Regions from separate parts of the Mus musculus genome. Here regions 1, 2 and 4 are each linked to region 3. Evidence: chromatin contacts called from public promoter capture Hi-C data. All regions are on one chromosome and are shown on one strand. Each heading gives the region's core, a stretch centred on a gene start, on an enhancer-like site or on the middle of the called end of the contact. The rest is flanking DNA. Distances are from core to core; before and after follow the strand shown. Region 1 holds the start of Cdkl2 (cyclin-dependent kinase-like 2 (CDC2-related kinase)). Region 2 holds the start of Uso1 (USO1 vesicle docking factor). Region 3 holds the start of Dck (deoxycytidine kinase). Region 4 holds the start of Rchy1 (ring finger and CHY zinc finger domain containing 1).

The links. Promoter capture Hi-C pulls out the DNA fragments that hold promoters and counts their contacts.
Region 1: a promoter capture Hi-C map of pre-B cells shows a contact between it and region 3. The contact joins the promoter of Cdkl2 here to the promoter of Dck in region 3. A contact is called at or near these places in 2 of 39 promoter capture datasets (cranial neural crest and pre-B cells) and 1 of 484 Hi-C or Micro-C datasets (CD8 T cells).
Region 2: a contact with region 3 is called in a promoter capture Hi-C map of pre-B cells. The contact joins the promoter of Uso1 here to the promoter of Dck in region 3. A contact is called at or near these places in 1 of 39 promoter capture datasets (pre-B cells) and 1 of 484 Hi-C or Micro-C datasets (B cells).
Region 4: a contact with region 3 is called in a promoter capture Hi-C map of pre-B cells. The contact joins the promoter of Rchy1 here to the promoter of Dck in region 3.

Annotation. Positions count from the first base shown.
Region 1 is chr5:92,040,215-92,044,884 of GRCm38.p6, forward strand. Cdkl2 (cyclin-dependent kinase-like 2 (CDC2-related kinase)) reads right to left here and starts at 2,828. Exons shown (of 14, transcript NM_016912.2): 1 at 2,585-2,828.
Region 2 is chr5:92,135,445-92,140,313 of GRCm38.p6, forward strand. It overlaps Uso1 (USO1 vesicle docking factor), which reads left to right and starts at 2,494. Exons shown (of 24, transcript NM_019490.1): 1 at 2,494-2,719. The coding sequence starts at 2,654. It also overlaps a transcript of G3bp2 not described here and the pseudogene Gm15710.
Region 3 is chr5:88,762,226-88,767,048 of GRCm38.p6, forward strand. Dck (deoxycytidine kinase) reads left to right here and starts at 2,788. Exons shown (of 7, transcript NM_007832.4): 1 at 2,788-3,121. The coding sequence starts at 3,031.
Region 4 is chr5:91,961,448-91,965,847 of GRCm38.p6, forward strand. Rchy1 (ring finger and CHY zinc finger domain containing 1) reads right to left here and starts at 1,621. Exons shown (of 9, transcript NM_026557.4): 1 at 1,183-1,621. The coding sequence starts at 1,272. It also overlaps the pseudogene Thap6.

The DNA.
Region 1 (4,670 bases), core at 1,578-4,077, 3.3 Mb after region 3:
CCTTAGAAAAAGTTTATACTGGATTCAAAATATCCAAGTTGGAAGTCTTTATGCACTTTCAACTTAATTGTAAAAAATTATTACAGCATAACCACTGAATTAATACTGAACTTTTGGTAAATTTTCTCATCATACTAATTATTATTTTAAACTTGAGTCACTTAAATTTTATAGATATACAGGATTCTTTCACATCTGGATATAAAGTGTTTTCTGAATAAAGTCTATCATAAATGGAATCTTATTTTATCAATAATTGACAAAAATCCAGCAACCAGTTTTTTATATTATATATTTTAATAAAGAAAAAAATCATTATTTGGGGCTGGGAATGTGACTAGTGGTAGAGTATATGCTTAGCACGGGTATGAAGTCCCTGGGTTTGAATCCTAGACACACACACACACACACACCCATACACACACACAACCATACACACACACACCCATACACACACATACACTATACACACACACATTTGTCCATCATGCCCAGCATAAATTAATTTTTTTAAATCTGACTTTTGAATTTAAATTCCAGCAGCCATGAATAAAAAAATATTGCTCTAGATCCTGATTTGGTTTCAACATGGGCTGGGGAAGACTTAAACTTTAGGTATATTTATATTTTAAAATATAAATATTAGGTGATTATACTCAAATGACGACTCACAGTTGAATTTTTAAGAGCCTGACCATACCAAAAAAACAAAAACAAAAACAAAACAAAAAAACCTTATCACAACCTCTTGGAAGGAAAACACTTCTTTCCACTTAATATTAATCGCATATGATATATAGAGCTAACTTACCCAGACAAGAAAAAGTGGTGATGTTTTAGTGGCTTCTAGTATATTCATAGAAAAGGGGGAAAACCAACCAACCAAACAAACAAAAAACATTGACTTTTTATTCTAAAAAATTATGATAATCCAAAGTATATATTACATTTTCAACACTTGTCACCTAAGTGTGTGTGTGTGTGTGTGAGAATCCAAAGTATATATTACATTTTCAACACTTGACACCTAAGTGTGTGTGTGTGTGTGTGTGTGTGTGTGTGTGTGTGTCTGTGTCTGTGTTAACCCAGGGCCTCCAATAAGCTAAGCAGGTGTTCTTTCTACCACTGAAGTACACCATCCAGCAGCCATTATTTGCACAGTGTAAATGGAGATCAACACAGAAAAGAGAAGATGGAGAGAATGAAAAGAATCCTAATTAAAATCAAATTCAAAACTCTTCACTATCTTATTACCACTTTGGGTATTAGATTCTACTTAAAACTATTTACAGTGTCATAGGCACTGACTTCCCATATAGTTCACATTTTAACTTCTTTTTACCTTTAATTACTTTTATAATAAAAAATTTACATTTGGAAAAACCTTCAGTGTGATTCTAACTGGCATAGTTTTTAACCTTCCCTTAAGTATATATTGTAAAGGAGTAAGCTTTAGGCTAGTGAAAATAATACAAATAGCTGGAATCTATAGCCTAGATCGTTTTTAAACATATTGTAATTGGCATCCTAGATATTTAAAGATGCAAAATGAACCAAATAAAAATGACCTTAATCATGTCTAAAAGGTTCTGAAACATATTATAACCTAGTATTATACAAGTGAACTAATCCAAATTTATTTTCCCAACCATGTAGACACACTACATAGAGCACACCTACTTGTTCAAGTGGGACTGTCTAAAATACCTTAAGAATATCATGGCCTAAAATATGCCTTGTTTCCTCAGTAACTTATAACCCATCAGTTTCTTGCCTTCTCACTCTTAAATCTATGGGTAGCACGTGGCATACAAAAAAGAAGTCTGGTGCGATGGCACTATAATAATTTAGGATATGTGCCATACAAGCATACTGTTCAAATACTACCAATGTTCTTTGGTTAAAATCAAACTGAAATTTCTTATACATAAAAGAACGAAATAACTGGGTTTTTACAAAGTATTATACTTACTATTTCTTCCAAACCCTTCACATGGAAAGAGCCAAAGGTTTTCAACTTGGAAACAAATTTAAGGTGATATGCATCTCGCTAGCAGATCTAAAAAGATGCTGACTAGCTAGCACACTAGCAATCCCAGTATTGGGATTTCCTCTGCGGACGCAATTACCGGTCCTAGGTGAAGCAGGCAGGGAGGCAGATTGGCTTCTGCCCTCCGCAAGCTCACACTTCCGAGGACTACGGGCCGCATGCTGCCGTCGTCAAGGCAACGACCTCACTCGGTCCCCAGCCATAGGCAGTCTCCAGAGAGAGAGAAAGGGCCCGAGTCAGAATGCGTCTGCGACAGGCAAAGACACAAGCACCTGTCAAGGACAACAGCTGCAGAGAAACGAACTGAGGAAAACAGAGCACCGCCGGCCGAAAGCCCTCGGGTCGCTCAGCTCAGGGAAGCAGCACCTCGCCAAGTAGCCCTAGGCGAAGGCGTTGGCCACCCTAGCTGCAAGGGGCGGCTCTCACCCGCCTGGTCCCGCCCCGCCTACGGCGGAGCCTCCCTGATCCTGATTGGCTGAGGCCTGTCGTCAGGCGTTGTGATTGGCTCTGTGCCACCCCGCCCCGCCCCTTCACCTGGAGCTCGCAGGTTCGCTCAGCTGACGGCCTCGTCCCCACACCTACGGTCTTAAGTTTGTAGGGACCTTTCTGCCGGCGCCAGGAGACCTCTGCTCTCAGGGGACCGCAGGTTGCCCCAGTGGCCACGAGGAGAGCCAAGGTGACGGTTCGCTGGGACTGAGGAGACCATGAGATTTCCCAGCTTGCCCGCCCGCGGCGCGGCGGGGCGCTGCGGGGCGCGGGCCCCACCCGGGGAGGTTCCGCCCAGCCGCGATTCCTCGCTTCCTTTCGGTTCCGGGCGGTGGACCGGAAGAGCCTAGTAGTTTATTTAGCCGAAATTGGTGGGATGAGATCTGTTGACAGACCTGACAGGAAAAAGGACCCTGGGACGCCAGCCTGGTAGGGAAAGATTTGGGGTGGAGCCCAGAGAGGACCAGAAAGCAAGAAAGGTAGGTGCTGACTGCAAGCGGCGCAAGCTGGAGCTTAAAGCTTGCCTTCAGCTTGAAGACTAGATTAGCCACGACAGGGCAAGATCGGAAGACCATTACCAAGCATATGCTGACGTCGTACGAGAAGCCGGGAAATGCTTTATCCCTCCTTATTAAGGGACTGAGATTGTAAGGCCAAATAGTTTTACTTGTATTCACCTATAGCCACACAATTTGTACTCAACTAAATATGTTTTTTTTTTTAATAGCTCGATCCAGGAAAGTATCCTTGATAACAGACACGTATATGCCTAGCCAGCACCCAGGGGTTATTCTTGCATAGTAAGGTGTAAGAGCAATTGTTTTATAATTTTTCTTAGTTCGGTACTGCATTAATCTCCCGGTGCTCAGTTACCATCATTCACCAAACTGCTTAAAATCGAGTTCCCGAACCTACAATTTTGAGAACCACCTCTGGAAACAGGGTATGGGTTTTTGGTTTTTTTGTTTTGTTTTGTTTTGTTTTGTTTTTTTGGGGGGGGGTTGTTTTTGGATAACCCAAGATGTGAGTTATAATGTAGCAATGAGCTGTGACCAACTTGAAGATAATTCCCATCGCTTTACTCTAGATTGTAACAAACCCCATGAGGTTTAAATAGAAAAATATTTATGAGTGTTCTGCCTGCTTGTATGTCTGTGCACTGTGAGCGTGCTTGGTGCCCACAGAGGTAAAAGAGGGCGTCAAGACCCCCTGGAACTGGAGTTACAGTTGGTTTCTGATTGCCGTGGGTCCTCAGGAAGAGTGACAGGTGTGCTTGGCCACTGAGCCATCTCTCTAGACATTCATGTGAACTTTTATGTACAAACAGGTTTATTAGGGTGGGAACCTCATATTTTACTTTTTTCCAGTTTTACAAAAAATAAACAGTTGAGTAGCAAAATTAGTGGTATACATGGGAACTGAAAGGACAAAGGCTATAAAAATGGTGAACAGGTGTTGCTTGAGAAAATATTTAAAAGTTGGAAATAACTGTAAAGGAACTAGAGGGTAGTCAAGAAGTACAAGTTCCTTTGGGAAATAGGGTAGTTCAGTGATGGCATGCTTGCTTGGACTGCACAAAGCCCTGGGCCCCACATCCAACAATTTATACACTAAGGCATGATGGTTGTGGCACAGCCCTCTAATCTCAGCCCTCGGAGGTAGGGAGCAGGAGTGCCGCAAAGTCAGGTCTCTCTCAGCTACTGACCAAGCTCAAGACCTAGCCTCTGTGAGGCACCATGAAGAAGGGAAGGGGGAGGAAGATTATTCTGTCTGTCATCCGATTACTGAAGAGGAAGGAGATAGATGTTATGTAGAACAACTAGGATTGCTGTTTTCTTCTTGAACCATAAAATAACTGGCAGAGAAAAATGGTAGGGAAGGAGGCAGCATCAGTAATTCCTGAAATACTAAGTGTAAGGGTTTATTAGTCCAGAAGAATTCAAGGAGAGAAAACATGCACATTACCTAGCCTAAATCTTTAGTAAATTTCATTTTTCTATTAAACCATACTGGTCAGCCTGGCACGTAGTGAAAACTTTAGTCCCCAGCAAGCATATGTCTTGAGTTCAAGGCCAGCCTAGACTATACTGCAGGTTCCAAGCCAGCCAGAGCTATATATTGAGACCCTGCCCCA
Region 2 (4,869 bases), core at 1,244-3,743, 3.4 Mb after region 3:
AGAGCACAAGCAGGAAGACATTGTCCTTAACTCTTTCTAGACATCAAAGTGTTGATGGAGTAATACGTAACCCTCTTCTTAAATAAGGAGTCACTTCATGGCTGCTCCCTGCTTGGGTTCCCTCAGATCCTTCCTGGGGCATAAATAAGAGTTTATACTTTATCTGCCTCTTTTTAGACCTCAAAACTCAAGTGAGCAGAACAGAACGGAGATTGTGAGACCAGGGAATGTGGTGGGTCACCCTCATCATTTCTGCACTCAACTGGCCGTCCCTTAGTCCTTCCCTCTGCCCTTCCTTCTTTCCATCTCTCAGTCCTTCCTGCCCACAGTCCTGTCCTTCCTGCCCAGGACCCAATGTTAGGGAATAAAACAGGTCAAATGATGGACACCTCCTCGTAAGTCATGACTACTGTGTCCAACAAAGTTTAAAACAAGGTATTTCAACGAGGTTTGTCCCTTAAAACAATTTTGTAACAATGTCAAGGTCCTGTGTTCCATTACCAAACAACAGAGATGTCTCCAAGCCCCCTCAGATCGTACCAGAGCCTCATCCCTTAAGGTAGGACAGTGAGACTTGGGGAAGAGGAGAGGTCAGGCTCAGGGCAAGGTGAGAATGCTAGGTGAGGGTCTTAGCAGGCTTTCCTTGGTCACTGGTGACAATTTAATGGTTACATTTTTTAGGATGCAACAAAATGCCTCCACGGAAAATGTCTAAAGCAAAATGTCAAGCAGAGGACAATAGTGGCACACAGTATTCCTGGCAATAGTATCCCACCATGCTCTGTGTCCAGGCTTACGACCTTGGGACTATCTATCACTACGGCCTGCATGGTGTGTGTTCTGTCATTCACGGGCAGAACAGATCGTCTCTCTTAGCATACTAGTCACATGTTCATTCAACAATTTATTCACCTATCCATCAAAATCACTCCATGATTAGTAAATACACTAGCAACTGATTTACAAATGGCCGGGTCATCAGATTTGGCTTATCAAGTTTGAATTCAGTGTCGGCGGCAAAGTGACAGCGCAAAGAATCTGCATCTTGATTTCAAGGTACTCTCTCCTGAGACGCTGAAGTGGAGGCTTAAGGAACTAGCAGGAATCTGCCCCACAAAGAGGGAAAGGGCATACTAAAGCAAGAGAAACATGTTGAGTATTTGAGGGACACTGGCGCTTCAACCCTAACAGGTGTGTCTGCCAAACTAAGGAGTTTGGATGTCATTATATAAACCGGGGAACCACTGGAGGATTCTAACAAGAGGACTGACATACTTCCTCTTGGGCTCACCCAAGGGTGTACTGTGGGAAGCCAGGGCTGGATGTAGACAAACTAGTTAGGAGCCTACTGCTGTAATCTCAGTGTGGAAGAATCTGAGAAATATTCCTGCACACCATACACTCAACATTGGACAGGTGAAGGAGGAAAGCCGGAGTCTTCGGATTCCTCCTTACAGACTAGGGGATTATTTGGGTAGAGGTACTACTGAGCACGCTAGGGCACACCGTGGAAGCATACTGATTTCTTTTTAGAGGGAGTCTGGGGGAGACATAGGTCTTAATCGTCACATCTGAGACCTATGGGGAATTGAAACCAAGAGAGGCATGAGTCAGTTGGTTTACTAGACTCCCTTTCAGAGTCAAGAAATTTGCAAAACCATGTGTACCTGGCAGCCTCATTTGGAAAGAACAAGTATAGCGATTTGGAAATATGACATTCTGCTTGCTAAAACCATTGAAAACGTAGAAATTAAGAATTAATTTTAAAAAGGGGGGCATTATGCTACCAAAATGACACAATGGAACAATTTATTTCCAACCTCTTATTAGAGATAAACGAAGGGGGTTACTTCTCACACTTGAAAATGAGCGGAGAACCTGGTGTTTAGATCAAGGAATTCTTTTTAGCGGGGCTGAGGAGCAAGAACTTAGAAACGCGCCCTCGAGTGGTAGTGGAATGAGGGGTCTCTAGCACCCCCTTTACCACCAAACAAAGCCCTGGGTAGAAATGCAATTTGCGAGGATCAAAAGGCCACCTCGCTCGTACCGCTTAACCGAAAGAACCATACGAATCTTCCAGGGGACAGGACACCCTTCTCCCCCTTACCTGTCACGCCGGCCAAAGGAAAATTTCACTTTCGACTCAACAAAAATAAACCCTCAGGTTTGACAGCTTGCAGTCCGTCCCGCTCTCGGCGACAAAACACCTACCAGCCGATGCTCCTAGTCTAATCAGAGCCTCGGGAGCCGACTGGGCAGGGCTGCGACCACGTGGGTGACCGCGGCCAGCAGCAGCAAGCAGCGCAAGGAGGAGGAGGGGGCGTGCCCAAGTGGTGGGAGGCCTGCTGGTAGGCGTGGCCTGTGGGGCCGGGCAGGTGGGCGTGGCCTGCGGCCCGGGGCTCCCTCCTCTCCCCTTTTGCCTTCGCCCTTCGAGCCGCCACGTAACGCCACGTCCCCGCGCATGCGCACCGCGGCTGGTGTCCGCGGCTGTTTCCGGGCTCGGGGGGCCGGAGAGGCTGCTGAGTAGGAGGCGGCGGTGGCGGAGGCCGGGGAGTGCGGAGAGCCGGCTCGGGGGCTAGGCCCTACGGGGGGCGGGGGGCGGTCGTGTTTTCTTTGGCAGAGGGGCTGGTGAAGCCGGCGGCTGAGCGACAAGATGAATTTCCTCCGTGGGGTGATGGGGGGTCAGAGTGCCGGACCCCAGCACACTGAAGCCGAGACGGTGAGCGCAGCGTCGCCGGGCCGGGCTGGGGCCGGGCTGGGTGGGTGAGATCGGGGCGTCTACGCCGCTCCCGTCGCCTGCCTTCTTTCCTTCCCCCTGCTCGGACGCGCGAGCTCCCCACGCGGCGGTGCAGCCCGGGCCGTGGTGACAGGAGGGCTTCGGGGACCCGGCACGGCGACGGACCGCGCGGCCCCTCCCTCCTTCCCTTTAACCTGTCGGCCGGCCAGCCTCGGTGCCGGCTGAAACCCGGCTCTACGGGGCTGGAAGGAAGTTAAGACCCAGCTGTTGGCGAAGGCTTGTGGCTAAGAATAAAACGATATTCTTGGGGCACAATGCCACCTGTTCCTGCCCCATCAGCTGTAAGAATGGGCGTTTGCCTAGGGTTGGTGGTTCAGACCCTACTTTTCAGGTTCACCCAAATGTGTCATGGGGCAATACTTACTCCTCTTGCACGCTGTAGTGATCTGCGCGCTAACCACTCTAGGGACTCTTCTGCTCTATTGGTGACATGATTTGTTAATGTTTTTCTTTTTTAATTATTAAGACATGGAAAACCGGCATTTGATTTTATGTTTAGGATACACTTCCTGGGAAGTTTGCAGAGCCAATTGGAAACTGCTGTGGATGGCTTACCTGAGAAAAATGAATTTAGATATACAGAAAAAAAAAAAAACCGCGTGTGACATTTTAAAGACAAACTTTGGGTAGTTGTCATAGCTCTGTTTTGTGGATTCAGAAGGGTCATAAAATAGGACCTGCAAGATAGGATGGAGTCTTTACTAATGAAGAGAGAATTAAAGTAACTTGACCAGAATCTTGGAGCTAGAATTTACTACGGGGGAAACTAAGAAACTAAGCTTTCTGCTAAGCTTAGACTTGATTGCTGATCCCGGGTTTCAGTTGTTAGCTGGCCCTTTTGGAAATAAGATTACCCACATTAATTAAGTTAGGATTACGTTAACTAACGAATGTAGTGTACTAATGTAGTTAGTGTAGTTTACGCATGTAGTTAGTACTGAGGGAGATGGAGGAGGCCTAGGACTGAATCCAGGGCCTGATTACATGGAGGGCAAGCATTCTGCCACTGAGCCAGACTTCCCACCAGGTTACAACGGAGCTGAAGGCTGTCACATGTGTTGTTTTTGAAAATCAGATCTCCTCTTCCCCCAATACCTGGCTTCCCTTGTTCCTCCCCACATGGCAACAAGGCTGCTGTTATTGGAAAGCCAGGGACTTTAGCTCACCACAGTCACAGCCCATCTCTTTAACCTTTCTGTGTTTTGTCTGATGTTTGTCTGTCAGAGACACACAAATTAAGAGCTGGCTTTGAAATGAGACCTTGATTTGAATCCAGGCTTCCAGGCTTGGTTGACTTGGACAGATCTGGGAAGGCTAATGCTTTCTAAGTAAAAAGTGCTGGCTCCTGTGGCTGTAATGAGTCTTTAAAGTTGAGAAACATGAAAGTGCAGCCCTTAGTAGATGCTCAGGAAAGGATGGACTTGACTCTAGTAGGTTAGGCTGAGATGATCCTTCGGCCTTGTCACAGTGACCTCTGTGGAAGAGGTGATGCGTTCTTCAGCGTTAGAGGAATTTGAAGCTGAGGCTCCTGGAGCAGCGAGAGGTCAAGCCTCCTCACTCTCCGCTCAGCAAAGTGACTTGTGCAGTTGGTACTGCGGAGCTGGAGCTGGGATGCTTGGTTCAGTGTGCATGGATCAGTATCATAGTTTTACATCATGACTTTATACTGATGCCCAGTGTCACCGTGGTGAACATGTAAAGAGAGACGAGAGGGATGCCCTTTTACTTCACTGGCTCTGAGAACTGAATCAGTAGTCTGTCTTTTGAGGACCGAGGTCACTGAGTTACTGTATGATCAAAGTTAGTTCTGAGTCTGTCGGGAAGTCCAGCAGGGCTCACGGGCCACTAGTTGACATGGATTTATAGAGCCTCAGTGGAGTGCATGGTGTACTATTAGGTGCTTTAATTGTCCATATTTGATTTGGCCTACGTGCTTGACTAGCCAAGGCTTTGAGCATCTACTATATAATCATCCACGACCTAGGTTCTTTTTTTTTTTTTTTTTTTTTTTTTTGCTTTATGGAAAATTTATTGCAACTCTCCAACACAGAATTATTTTTTCTTTTCAACAT
Region 3 (4,823 bases), core at 1,538-4,037:
AAAATTCAGAAATTGTAGAAGTCATTGGCTCTCAGACTTGAAGGTTCTTATATGCCTGCAGTTAAAACTAATGTTTTCTTTAGTGTGTACTATTGCAGTGAGAGAAAAAAAAAATGACAGCAAAATAATGTAATATTTATGGACCTTTCAACTGAACTAAGAAATGATCCATTTTATCTTTATTATAAATCATTAAATAATATTAGTAACATTAGAATAATATACCCTAAGATCTGAAGTTATAAAAGGAAATGTATATTCCAGAGTATTATTAAAGTATTATTTGGAGAATTTTATGTTACAGGAATTGTGCTTAGATCTTAAGGTTGAAATATTTTGAATAGTGGCTATTGTCAATCATAATGGACCACTGCCACACTACTCAGGAAGACATTTATGTGTGTGCAGGTCCACTTGTGTTAATAGACACAGAAGGGGGGCTGGAGAGATGGCTCAGTGGGTAAGAACACTAACTGCTCTTCAGAAGGTCCTGAGTTCAAATCCCAGTAGCCACATGGTGGCCACAACCATCTGTAATGAGATCTGACGCCCTCTTCTGGTGTGTCTGAAGACAGCTACAGTATACTCACATTTAAAAAAAAAAAAAAAAAGACACAGAAGCCAGGAGCCAAGCTGGAGCCCGACATGCGTGGGAGTGTGCGCACGTGCACACACACTCACACAGAGTTTTATGTGTATATGTGTGTGCCTGAGTGTACATATATGCACTGTGTGCATGCAGGAGCCTGTGGAGGTCAGAAGTGGCATTGGTCCTCTTGGAACTGGAGTTACAGGTGATTGTGAGCTGTTATATGGAAGCTGGCAATTGATCCTGGGTCCTCTACAAGGGCAGTCAGTGCTCTTAATCCCTGAGCCATCACTCCAGTGTCTTAATTGAAAGTATATTTTTTCATATAATATATTCTGATTATGGATTCCCTTCCCCAACTCCTTCCAGATCCTGTCTTTCCGCCCTACCCATATCCAGAGTCTTACTATCATCAGCATACAAGCAACATCTGCAAATAGTAATGAAATAAGAGAAAATTAAAAACAATCAGAGTAGGCTGAAGCCAACAAACTACTAGGAGAAAACCAAAGAAAAGGCACAAGAAACACAGACAGACAGAGACATACATTAGCACACAGAGAAATTCCGTAAAAACGACACTGGAAGTAGTAAGATAAATAAGAAGGACCAGTAAGGGGGAAAATGTATAATGACAAAACTAATACCCAGACAAAACATTAAGTTCTGGAGCCAGGGATCTCTAGAACTGCCACTGAGTTGGTTTTGTGTTGGCCATCTATGCTGCTGGGCATGGCATCTCTCCTTAAGAGTGGTTTGTATTCCCAGTGAGAGTATGTTAGGGAAAACTAATTTTTTCATTTACAAGCAGTTTTCAATTGGAATAACTTCTGGGCTAGGGTCAGAGCCATGTGTCCACTTTTTCAGCTCTAGGACCCCAACTGGCTTAGCTTTATGCAGGGAACATGCATGCTGCCTCACTGTGAATTCATGTGTGTGTTGGTCATGGTGGGTTTAGAAGGCCTTGTGTCCTTGGTGTCCTCCATTGCCTCTGACTCCTAGACTTTCCCCATCGTTTTCCATAAGGTTCCCAGAGCCCTGAGGAGAGGGCTTTGGTGGAGACATCCCATTTAAAGCAGAGTATGCCAAGGTCTCCCTCTCTGCACTTTATGCCTTTGTGGGTTTGGTTCTGCAGAAAGAAGCATCTCTGATGCTGGCTACAAGAGATACTGACCTATAGGATATCACTAGGTATCATTTTATTGTTCAGTTATTGTAGCAGAACAGTATTTGGATTGCCACCTGAGCAGTGTCAGATATGTGTTACATCTCATGGAGTGGGCCTTAAATCCAGCCAGTCCAACAACTCACTTTAATACCTGCTCCTTTTTTTGTAGAAGTCGTCATTTCTCCGCTGCTAGGTCCATTTTTAGGACATATTTTAGGTCAAATGATAGTTACACGCTAAAAAAAAAATAAGTTCCTTTGTTTTTGTAGATAATTTGAATCTGACTTCCAGATGGGTAATCTTTTTACCAGGTCTATACCCTGATTAAATAGCACCTCTCTCTAGCTCAACCTAGCAGAATGCTGTGTGTGTGTGTGTGTGTGCAGAGTACATCTCTATGTATAAACATGTGTATATGACTTTAAACATTAATTACATGTTAGGCCATGGACATGCAATGTTAAGTCATAGCCATGCTGCTGAGAAACATACCTAGTGTTAGGTAACTTTATAAACAGCACGGTGTAGCATGCAAATTAAAGTGGAGACCTTGGGTGTTATGATGCCAGTTTCCAGTCTCACTTCTGGTCCCAGACTTTAAACCAGTAGCCACTCCCTCCCTTCCTTTCATTCTAGGCACTATCCTGTATGGTGGATGGTACTAGATCGCTGGTTAACGAAATAACTCTTAAGACAGTGACGGACAGCTACACGTTTTCTGTGAGAGACACCTACTGAGGCTCTTAGTTTGAAATTACTAGTTCTTACTTTTCTTCCCGGAAAAGTTCAAACCACGAAGCCTGACAGGATCCCAAAGGGCTGGTCCAGAAAAGCCTGACCCTACTCTTCCCTAGGCGCTTCGCTCAAGCTCCGCCCCTGCCCTCGAATGAGCTCATTGCGCAAGGCCCGCCCCCCGCCCTCCCACTGCTCATCCCGCAGGCCCCGCCCCCTCCGGCTCACAGCTCGTCGCGCACGGTCAGTCGCCCGGCTCTCTCAGGGTTCTCCTCACAAGCCCCGCCCCCTACCCTGCGCTCCTGGGACGCCCGGCCCGCCCGGAGGAACCACAGACATGCAGATCCCGCGAGGGCGAGGCGTATAGGGTGGGAGTCGGGGCCGTCAGGGCGGGTTCTCCACGGTCTGCCCAATCGCCTGCGCCTCCGCGCGCCAAAGTCAAAGTGCGGGTCCCGCCGGCGCGAGATTGACGCTGCAACCCGGAGCCGCCCGTGCCGCCGTGTCCCTGCAGGTTCCGCACCCGAGCCGTCTGGAGCTAGGCATGGCCACCCCACCTAAGAGGTTCTGCCCTTCTCCCTCGACCAGCTCCGAGGGGACCCGCATCAAGAAGATCTCCATCGAGGGGAACATCGGTAAGGTGTCCCCGGTGCGGTGCTGTGCTGGTGCCCCAGGATCCTTCCCTGCTGCCCTGCTCGCGCCGGCGCGGTGGCTCGTCTGGCCCGGCGCCAGCGGGGGCTTTGTGAGGCGCGCTCTGGACCAGTGTGCACCCTTTGTTGGGAACTGTTTTTTCTTGAGATGTAACTTAGGTATGCGAACCCCTTTTTAGGTGTGCTCTTCAGGTAGGCTTCACTGACTTGCGGTTTTACCGCAAAATTGAGACCGTTTTCATCATTTACATCCCCAGTTCCCTTTGCGCTTCTTTGTAGTCAGCTCTTTCTCCCTTCCCATCCCCTTACAAGCCCTGACCTGCTTCTGTTTTAATCCCTGCCAGTTTTGTTTTCCCATGATGTCCTAAACAAAACCAGAGTGTCTTGTTTTCTGTGTCTTGCTTAGTATACTAGAGTGCCTTTAAAACTCACCCATGCTGTTTATTTCTGCAGAACTTTATTTCTTGTTCTGTTTTTTTTTTTTTTTTTGAGACGGTCTCACTTTTGAGACCTGCCTGTCTTGGAACTCACAATGTTGGCCTTGAACTCTCTAGCGATTCGCCTGCCTCTGCCTCCTGTGTGCTGGAATTAAAAGAATACACCACCACGCCTGGCCCAGTGTAATACTTTAAAAAAAAAAAAAAAAAGAAAGTAATATTACAATGAGTGGTATATAGCACATCTTTGTTGTCACCATTTGGGTTGGCGTTTGTAGCAATCCCTAACACTACGCTACACATATGAGGAAAGCAGGTAATGAGTTTGATAGTGTGCAATGTTTTATTCCCTTTCCCACGTACAGGTAAGCACTGAGTTTTGGCTTAAAGACTCTTAGAGTTTCTGCCCTTAACCTTACTGGGGGAGCTACACTGTGCATGTCATTTTGCAAGGTGAGCTTGAATTGCCCATTCTTTTACATTTCCTACCACTGGGAACCAACCGACGCTTCCTGTTTTGGCACAGCTGTTAGGTTTGTGCCTGCAGGTTGAGTACTGACTATTCATGTATGCAGCGGATGTTTTCAGTTTTGCCACCTTCAAAGCACCATCTCTTTGAGAAAGAAGGTCAGCAGATGTAAGCTTCAAGAGAGCCGAGCTGAGACACAAAGAGGGCAAGTTTTCCTTGCTCCACACTTCTGTGGCCGAGATCCTCCTTTCTTATAAGTTCTTTGCGATGCCATGTTTATTAGTAAGAATCCTCAGGGCGTCTTAGTGGATGAAGATGACCATATGAATGATGGGAGAAAGTGTTCAGTAAAGTCATCTTCAGGGTAAATTCCAATGGACAGATCATAATGGATTATCTCCCTTCTCTCAAGCTCATGTAGGCAACATACATCTAGTCTTCCATCTCCTTTCCTTCGTACTGCTTTAATCTTCCCAGCACTGGAAAAAATTGTGAGTGGGCCGCTCCGTCTCCTGCTTCTCTGCATCCAGAGCTATCTTTCCACATACAGATTCAGTAGTGCCATCCATGCCTGCCATCCCTCTCTGACCCCCAACTGCACTGGAAAGATTAGGAAAGATTGCTTACTAGCAGTTAACAAGTTTCCCTTAAGCATCTAGATCTTTTCATTGACCAAAAAAAAAAAAAAAATTCTGAAGCTTTGGCAAGCACTAGGCATGCAGGTCAATTTGGGGAAGTGCCATTTAGATTAAGGCTTGTCACTGTATTGCTCTTGTATAGT
Region 4 (4,400 bases), core at 371-2,870, 3.2 Mb after region 3:
GTTGATGACCACTGTGGGTGCTAGTTAATATATACTCCTAGTCATTTCTGGGGACACACCTCTTAAAACACCACATGTGCACTCTAGCATGCAATCATCACATGGTTTATAAAAGAGGGACTTTCCCTGTTGGCAGAGAAGGCTGAACCTAGAGACTCTCTGGTGAGGCCAGTACTCTAGCAATGACCTATATATACCCCCAGCCCCACCTCCTTTTTTTTTTTTTCTTATTTGCATTAGCATCTCCTGGCTGGTATTCCTTCTGCCTCTGCTTCACAAATAGCTGGAAGTATGCATCTCCTGGAGCTACAGGCCTTTACCACTAAGACCAGCTTCCAAACTTGTATATTTTATATGCAAGCTCTTTAAAAAGTAGCTTGCTCCAAATTACACAGCAAGTTAAGGACAATCTAAACTATGAAGGGAAAGCTATAGGATTCCAAGAGTCAAAGTTTCTTCTCAGTGGGAGGCGACTTCTGAAGACTGAAGCCAAGGCCTTCAGCATTATAAACTCAATTCTAAGGCTGAGTTATAACCCCAGCTCAAATCTCAGGCTTTCTCAACAAAATATTAAAACTGCTTCTTAAAAAAAAAAATCAGGTAAGTCTTAACTGTGTGAGAGTCATTTTTAAAAACTCTAGATGACTAGAACGTCTCAAGCAGGAAAAATGACAGCATATATGTATTAGGCACTCCTCCAATATCCAACTTAATGGCAATCACCCAACTCTCACTTCACACAGACATTTTCTCCTGGACAGGTCTGGGCATATTCCTAGACAAAAAAATGAAGCTGACAAGCCATACTATAAACTTCCTACACGTACAGAAATTATATTCTGATTCTTCCCTTGCTTATGCTTTCATCACTGCATCATACGCACTTGACAGAAATGCCAAGGCCCTTTCACTTCCTCATTCTACTGTCAACCGCAAATGACGGATAAACCCACAAGGGAGGTGAATTTAAGCAAGGGCCAAGTCTTTACAAACAAGAACTTGGCTTGCAGCGGCGATCGAGTACAGAGCTCCTGCTCGCCTTGCCAAAACGTTTCCTGCAAGGAGAGCCCAACTCCAGATGGCAGGTATCCTGACAAGCAGCTCGGTCTGAAGCTTCTGCCCAACCTGCCCTTGCCAGACCCGACCGCAGCTCATCGAGGAGGTACCCTCTAAAGTCGTCACCTTGAGGAGACAAGCTCTGTCATAGTGCTCGCAGCCCCGCGGCCCCTGCGCCAGGTTGCGGACGCCATCTTCCCGCGCCGTCGCCGCCATCTCCTCCTCCTCCTCCTCCACCACCTCCCCCTCACCAGCCACTGAACCTTTCCCCCAGCTTGGAAGCCACGCCTTAAGGAAGCAGAGTCGGTCGGACACCCGCTCCTCCTCGGAGCAGCGGCCACCAGAGTCAGGAAGGGGGGGTCCAATCACGTGATCTGCAGCATCCGGATTTCCGGTCCCTGGTGTAAGGGGTGGAAGCCAAGTGAGACGCTTAGTCCGTCGTCCACGTTAGTCGCTGTCGTCACTGCTAATGGTAGTAAGTCTTAGGTTGGCTCTTTTTCCCCGCCCCGGCATCGCTGCCAGCCCTGATTGCGGGCGAAGGGGACCGCTGCGTCGTCTGGCGGGCGCTGCTGCGAGCCGCCGGCGCCGGTGAGGAGCGGCCCCTCCCGCGGCTGCTCCGAAAGGGGGCGGGGCTCGGCGGCTGCGCGCGCAGGTCCGAGTGCCGGCGGCTGTCCCGGTCTCCTTTTTTCCCTGCGCCCCCTTTAGAAAATATTGTGCTGTCACCCACCCAGGACTTAAGAACGCAAAGTGAAAAACAAGTAGCCACGCCACGCCCCCGTGGAACTCACAAATGGGGAGGGGGAGAACGCCACGGCATTAGATGAGGTCACAACTTCCACACTGGAAGGACAGTCCTGTGTGGTGTCCCTGGGGAAGGAGACGCTCGAGCTGAAAGTTGAATGGCAAACAGTACGCCAGCAGGAGTTAGTGTGTACCAGACCTGTGGGAGAGAAAAATCTGGCCCGTAAGAACATGAGAGAAATAAAGAAGCCTGCAGAGTTTGAATCTCAGACCTCAAGGTGCATAACTTTATGTCCACTCTTACAAAATACCAAGACTTAGAGCATTTTATCAGCAAAACTTCAGGTGTTGGGATCTGGGAGAAGGGAGGCAATTGTCCGGGAGGAGATGCCTTTAGCTTAGCCCTGGAGTTACTAACTCGTTTTAATTCTCTTCCAGTTGTGTTAGGAGTTGCTAAAAACATGGTGAAAGGTTGCTCGGCCATTGGATGTGCCTCTCGCTGTTTACCAAATTCCAAGTTAAAAGGACTGACATTTCATGTGTAAGACTTTGCTGTACTCAAGCCAGATACTTTTAACTTTTTACTAAAAATGATTCTACCAGAGTCTGCAGTTACAAGCTTTTGTTCCCAGTCTTTTTAAAATAACCTTGTTAAATTTGAACTGACAATGGTCCCTTTATAATGTGCAAGTTTCAAGTGCCAAGGAATGAAAGACCAGATAGCACCCCCACCAAAAATAAAATACCCCCACGCACAAATTGTCAGGCTCGTCTTTGCTAATGTTTGCATTCTAACTGTGTTACGGTCTCTACTGTTCATATGTCGATCATCATCTAACTGAGGGCTCTGTTCAAATACCCATACCTTCTTTTTAGAAATAGATGAGGTGGAGTGGTTCACTGTAAACTACATGTTCAGATCAAGGATTATTTAGCTGTGTGAGTTTGAGGATTCTAATTTAGTGTTTAGCCATTCCTGTGACACCCTAGGAAGGGTCTAATAGGATTTAATAAGCATACTTAGGATGTTCGCAGCTTTTGTGAAGCACTGTTATTACTAGGGAAAGATCTAGTTACTTTACTAGGCAGGGAAATAAAAAGAACCTATGTGCTACCATGTCCCAAAACAATATTGAACTAGCTTAGAAATGTTGAGAAGTCTGATTATTGCCTCCTGTATATGTCAAAGTAATTGTAGCTCCAGAACCGTAGACGTGCCAGCTGTTCTCCGCATGAGTTCATAAGGCATTTATAGACCTGCTATGTATGAGTTGCTATACAAGTTATTTTCAGGTTTGACAGAAAGGAGGAAGTATAAGAGGCCCTCCTATTCATTGAAGACAAATTCTAGGTATCACCTCAGAAAGGGAAAGGCCAAAGGTATTCTTCAACCGCTGTAGAGAAAGAAAAACCTTTAATTGCAAATCTTGCTACAGGCTAAATGTCCACTGAAACATTCATATGCTACTATAAAAATTTAAGGGCTGGTGAGATGGCTCAGTGGGTAAGAGCACCCGACTGCTCTTCCAAAGGTCCGGAGTTCAAATCCCAGCAACCACATGGTGGTTCACAACCATCCGTAACGAGATCTGACTCCCTCTTCTGGAGTGTCTGAAGACAGCTACAGTGTACTTACATATAATTAAAAAAAAATTTAAATAAAAGCCATATGTATGAAGAATGATTGGCAGAAAAATCTAGATATTAAAACTGAGCTATGAGGCCAACAGAATGTCTTAGCAGGTAAAGGTAGTTATCACAAAGCCTAATATATGTATGTATATATATATATATATATATACACATACACACACATATATAGCTTTAAAATATATTCTTACTGTTTTGTAGATTCCCCACAGATGAAAACATCAAAAGAAAGTGGGTATTAGCCATGAAAAGACTAGATGTGAATACTGCAAGCATTTGGAAGCCTAAAAAAAGGAGATGTGCTGTGTTCAAGACACTTCAAGAAGACAGACTTTGACAGAAGCACTCTAAACACTAAGCTGAAGGCAGGAGCCATCCCTTCTATCTTTGAATGTCCATATCACTTACAGGTTTGTTAAGAGCTGTGAGCACTCATCCCGGTGACAGTTCTGAAGCCCCTTCAGCACCCACGTGTTCATTCAAGTGTGCTGCTTGCTTCATTTGAAGCATGTTCTGTGAGGGGTTTGTTTGTTTGTTTTGTTTGTTTGTTTTTTAAGACAGGGTTTCTCTGTATAGCCCTCCTGGCTGCCCTGGAACTCACTCTGTAGACCAGGGTAGCCTCGAACTCAGAAATCCGCCTGCCTCTGCCTCCCAAGTGCTGGGATTAAAGGCGTGCACCACCCAGCTCCTGTGAGTTTTCATAAACTGTAGCTTTAGCTTTTATGATGCATAGCAGGAGAATTTGGCCAATAGCCTCTCATAAATATACATTACCACGGTCTGGGTAAGTAAACTGATGTAGAAAATTTGTTTTAACTCAAGAGCTGGTGTCTAAACAACAGATTGAACTGAAGTTATCAGATTGGTAGTTATTAAGAACTCAAGAGCTCAAGCCGGGCAGTGGTGGCGCACACCTTTAATCCCAGCACTTGGGAGGCAGAGGCAGGCGGATT